Regions from separate parts of the Mus musculus genome. Here region 1 is linked to region 2. Evidence: chromatin contacts called from public Hi-C data. All regions are on one chromosome and are shown on one strand. Each heading gives the region's core, a stretch centred on a gene start, on an enhancer-like site or on the middle of the called end of the contact. The rest is flanking DNA. Distances are from core to core; before and after follow the strand shown.

Region 1 (2,700 bases), core at 144-2,643, 290 kb after region 2:
GGTCTTCAGTATCCCTAGTCTCCCTCCAGGCCCTCCAGCTGCAGTTTCCCCGTCCTCACTCAAGGGCTCACTCCAAGGCTTCAGACTGATGGCTGCCTGGCTGTGGGAGATAGTTTTCAACATCTTCAAGCCTCTCAATCTTCAAGGGTCTAGAACAGGATAGCCACTCAATTTGAAAGTATTGATTAGATGCATTTCAGACCTTTCTGAGTATCCGATCTACAGATCAGCTAATGCCTCAAGCCCGTCATTCTCCACAGTAGTGTGTCATCTGCATTGGACCAGCCTCCCAACCCCCATTCCTGGTTCCTTCTGCCAACTACACCAGTGCTGCTTTCACTGCACACAGACGAGTTTCTTCCTTTACTGGAGCACTCTCCCCTTCATCTGGCCCTAGCTTGAAGTTTGCACACTACAAGGACTCCTCTTAGTTTTTCCTGATCTATTAAACCCATTTCCTTTCCTGTGCCCCGATTGTAATTAGACTGCCAGCATGGGAAGTACTCTTTGCTCCCTCTTAACCAATGTCCTCAGTGTTCGGTGTGACCCTTCTAACCCCCTAACTGTTCTCCTTAAGGCCAGGCTTAAAAATTAACCTCTCAATGGTTCCTTTCTTGGAAGATGTAGGAAAACAAACAAAAAAACCACTCTTCTAGTTTCTCTCATAAAAAGCAGCACAGAAAGCGTTTAACTTTATTCCTACGTGAATATGCATTCATACTGCACAGGCCACTTGCGTGGTTGGAAATGAGTCCACAACCCTTTTACAGACCGGTATGGGGAAACTTTGTGAAGTTCCAAGCCAACACGTTTGAAGCTTCCCATGTATGAGGCAGCCTGGAATTTCCTCTCCTGGCCGATTGCTCTTTCAAAAGAATAAGAGCAAGGTTCCAGAGACAGCAGACCCCGCCGCCGAGCAAAACCGGCTTAAGCTGAGCGAGTATACACGCACAGAGGCGAGAATAGAATGCCTACTTGCTGCTCACGCTTAGAAACAACCCCTTGGAAGGCCCCGCCCCGCAGTTTACTCCGCCCACTTGGAGTCTCCGCTCCGCAGTTCCTCTTGTCCCTCCCTCCCAGAGCCTCTCCCCCCGACACCGCCATCTAAGCGGGTCGAGCCAGTAAGTTCAGCCAAAGTGGACTCTTCTCTCGCACAGGAATGGGGAAATTAAGTGCAATTTAGTGAAATTTCTAATATAATTCTGTTAATATGCCACAGAGCGCGTCACCAGAGCCTGACCCGGTCACCAGAGCCTGACCCCGCCCCGTGTCCATGGCTCCGCCCATAAACGACACGCTGAGACCTCGCCCCTCGCGTCATGAAACCCAAACACCGGCCTGAAGGCCCCACCCCGTAGGTCTTCTTCCCCGCGTGAGGGGCGGGGCTGCGACTGCGCGCTCGCGGGCCGGGTGGCTTCCGCGGCGGCCGTTGGCCGTTAGCGCGGCTTGGGTGGTTGTCTTGGAGAAGCAAGATGGCGGCGACTACCGCCGCGGTGGTGGCCGAGGAAGACACGGAGCTGCGCGACCTGCTGGTGCAGACGCTGGAGAACAGCGGCGTGCTGAACCGCATCAAGGTGCGGCGGGGCGGCCGCCGGGGCTCGGGGCTGCGCGGGACGCCGGCACGAGGCGGCCACGCGGCCGTGGGGCCTTGGCCCGAGTTCGTGGGCCGGGTGTGGAGCGCACAGGCCCGTCGCCTTCCATCGCTCGCTGCCCGCGCGGCCGGCACCCTCGTGTCTGCCCCCGTTCTTTCAGGTTGCGAAACTGACTTATAATCTTGTGGTTTTTTTTTTTTTTTGAAGGCTGAACTCAGAGCGGCTGTGTTTTTAGCACTAGAAGAACAAGAAAAAGTAGAGGTAAGAGATCCCCAGACCTTGTTCATGCCGTACCTCTTAATGCCCGGTTTCTAATAAATGAAAAGCCGTCCTGAAATAGTTCAGTAACTAACCGGGGATGCTTCTGAACGGCTAAGGATTGGGCTTTTACCAATACTCATTTTCTAAATCATTTTGCACGTTTAGAGTGGCCTTAAAGTAGCACAGGAATTTCGGGAGACAGTAGTAGCTAAGGCTCAGGTGCAGGAGTCACGTGAAAGCGGTTCGTTGAGTTACCGGAAGTATTACTTTGAAATTTTTATAAGCTAGTACACTTCAAATGTCTTGGCAGTAAGGAATGCACACTGGAACCTTTTCCCAAATTCTGATTGGTTGGTTAAAAATCTGACCATTACTTTAAAAACATCTCTGATCTTATCCCCCCACCCCCCAAAAAAGAAATCTAGTGAGACCTGAATGTTTAATAACTTGGCTTTTCTGCCTACCCCAGGCCCCAGCAACCATCCTGAGTAAATGTCCTGTAACTCCTTGTCAGTAAGAATCACAGGAGAATCAAAGTCTTACTGTGTGACAGATCTGCCTCCATCCTTCCACGGCTGTGGCCCTGTTTAACCTACCTGCTCTTAACTTTCTCCTCTTCATCCTTACTGGTTGGTTCTTGGCCAGGCTGGGTCCCATTGTCCACCCTTGGGAGTCTCATGTTTCTTTGCTTTCTAGTTAAACAGTAATTATCATTTGATCCAGTGAATTATTTTCTTAACCTGTTTCTGCATAAGCATTGCCAAAGAAAAGTCACTTAGCCAGGTGACTGTGTGAGTTCCGTAGTGGTGGGTTGTAACTGAGCAGGGTCTGGGGTTCTCCCGTCTGG
Region 2 (2,700 bases), core at 82-2,581:
GGCTCTCTGCTCCCCTGCACCCCTTCCACGGGCGCCTCTGACACTCTGCCTTTCCCTCTCCAGTGCTTTCTCAAAGCTCCCACAGACCAGGTCTGGCCACACACCGAACCACTTTCCGTAGCTTGAAAGAATGAGATAGCCCCCAGCCTGCCCCACTGTGGAAACGTGTCACTGGTAGAAAGACCACGGGCAGAGCAGTTTCCACACAGCTGCTATTGGCTACGTCACACATTTCCGACTTCAATGACTTTTAAAATTTCCCTGTCAGCCAGGGCACTGGCAGCCTTTGTTGTGAAACGCGGTTAACACGAGGCGCTAAGTTTGGGGTTTTCTTTATTCTTTTGGTGACACCACTCACTTCAGGTCTCTGTGTGTGTCAGAAAAGTAAATCCCCTGTGAGTGTACGGCTCAGCTGAGATCTCAGAGGAATGAAGAGAAAGGGGTAGGGGATGGTTGGGGGGGGGGGGCAAGGAAAATAGAAGAGAGAGGCTGGAAGAAGGCAGGCTAGCACCCTCCCCGCTGTCCACCTGGCAGAGCAAAGCGCTCACGGGAGGAAGCCTTTTCCTGGGCGTGGTTTGCTACGTATACATGTTCTCGAGTCAGACGAATATGAATCTGACAAGTGTTCTGTCCTTCACCCTCAGTATGGTTGATAACCTCCAACTGCAAACATTCATCCATTTTGCCAGTAGCAGCAGCAGCCCTCATATCAGCTGGATGTTTTCGTGGTCTTTATAATCACAGGAGGCTGGGACGGGCTGGATTGGAGCTTGTACCACCACCACCACTGTCCGGGACGAGGTATTTTAGGTGACACCGTTAGCACAGGAGGGAAGATTTGGCTTACTAGCTCTGTATAAGCAATTGGCAAGAGCACTGGGCTCAAATTCCTATGTGTGCTTTTGGACACGGGGAGACTTCTAGCAATTTCCACTGCCCCCTCAGGCATCAACCAATCATTTGTAGGTTGGCAATGTTGCTTAGGCGACGTGGCAGACTCCGAGGGGAGTAGGGAAAAGACTAAGTATTCCTCTCTAGTGGGGACTTATTTATACCTCAGATACAAGAAAACAACTGGTCACTTCCCCCGGGAGAAGATTCCTGAATACAGAACAGATTGAGTCCAAACTCAGCCACTAAAGGCAAACAAACTCCTATACGAATGGGCCATAGGCACCTTTCCTCTGTCTTCAACTAAAACTTTACGATGTAAGCTGAGCAGGCCAGGAAGCATTCCTGACCATCAGTTTAATTTCTTAAATGTGCTCCGTGACCTCAGATTAAGCACGCCCCAAAATGTGCTCACTGCCTACTTAAACCACGACCTTGAACTGGGCATGCGCAAGAATGTGCTCCTTAACTGAGCAGGCCCAGGAACAGACCAACCCCTACAGGAATACGGAAAGGCTCCCAGAATAAAAGTCCCTGATTTACCCCCCCCCGGGGGGGCGTGGCTTTGGGAGTAGCTGCCCTGCTCTTGCCTGTTGAGTGAAATACCCGCCCCCCCCCCACCCCCAGGCTTACTTATTTGGACTTTACACCCACCAAGACACAAACCCATTGTCTCCGGCTACATCTGTCCCATTCTCTCCCCAGGGGCTCAGTAACCTTTAGCAAGCACTGAAACCCCCAGTCGCAGCCCGCCCAGGCTTTCCTCTGGGCTGTGTCATTTATCTACAGAGCTAGGCACTGAGGCAGTGGGAGGTGTCTAGTGGGTGGAAAGGCCAGAGAACAAAGTTACAGAGGTGAGTGGTACGCTGTCACTGGTGGTCAAACGCAAAAACTCACAATAGAAGGGATTCTTAGTGTTTGCCTTTTAAATAATAGGAAATGGTAATTTGACTAAAAAACATTTTTTTCTATGTAAAAGATTTGCCTGAGTTTTGACATCTTTAAGATGGAAGAGATTCTGAAAAAACAAGACAATGGGTAACTGTCTCCGCTTCCCCTCCTTACAAACACACACACACACACACACACATACACACGCACGCACGCACGCACGCACGCATGCATACACACGTGGACATGAACTCACACACACATGCCCATGTGCACGCATAAATTGCATAGAGGCGTGTGCTCAAAGCATACATGCTCACAGTCACACTGTCTGCTGACGTGCCGATATCTACCAGATACGAGTAAAAAAAAAAAACTGATTGAAGCTGGTTTGAGGACAGCAGAAGCTGTGAAATCCTGGTCCACGAGGACCATTACTGGAGGCAGGTCATGAATTATGGCCACCTTGCAGATAACATCAGCTCTGGGCTATGGCTGAAGAAGCCGTAGATGAAAACCACGGAGGGCCATTTGCTCAGACTTCACAACAGGCTAAGGCTGGTCCTTTAACTTTTCAGGCCGACCTTTACTAATTAAACAGGTAAGAGAGTCCCGGGTGGATCTTTCCAATTGTTAGCCTGTCTGGAGAAGGCTTGGATCAGCTACCTGCTGCCTCTGTTTACCTCAAGGTTTGATGTGAACATTATCACAGTTTTATGCCGACGATGTGCAGAAGTTTCGAAAGTATTGCCTTTGGTTAAGTCACAAGTTGTGACATTCAGAGCCCCAGAACCCTTCCTGGAGAGCACACACCAGAAAGTGTCTACATTCCATTAAAAACCAAAGAAAAACAAACACACACGTGCACTAGCGCCACTCCAAGAGACTCTTAACATGGGCCTGACAAGCACTTTTGAC

What was found. Hi-C and Micro-C count contacts between places; a contact is called where the count stands out from the background.
Region 1: a Hi-C map of myocytes shows a contact between it and region 2, with 5 times the contacts expected there. The contact joins the promoter of Cep43 here to the enhancer-like site in region 2. A contact is called at or near these places in 5 of 39 promoter capture datasets (the HPC-7 cell line, cranial neural crest, hematopoietic stem and progenitor cells and 2 more), 1 of 484 Hi-C or Micro-C datasets (myocytes) and 1 of 115 datasets of contacts at active chromatin or transcription factors (memory CD8 T cells).

Annotation. Positions count from the first base shown.
Region 1 is chr17:8,164,125-8,166,824 of GRCm38.p6, forward strand. It overlaps Cep43 (centrosomal protein 43), which reads left to right and starts at 1,394. Exons shown (of 12, transcript NM_201230.5): 1 at 1,394-1,574; 2 at 1,800-1,853. The coding sequence starts at 1,473.
Region 2 is chr17:7,874,745-7,877,444 of GRCm38.p6, forward strand. All of the region lies in intron 5 of Gm1604a (predicted gene 1604A), which reads right to left. Among named protein-coding and RNA genes, the nearest start is that of AU041480, 39 kb to the left of the region's middle. Within about 2 kb of position 1,332, at least 95 of the 459 cell types and tissues checked have an H3K27ac peak or open chromatin away from gene starts, as enhancers often do. A contact at or near this core is called in hematopoietic stem and progenitor cells, myocytes and neutrophils, where this site is marked.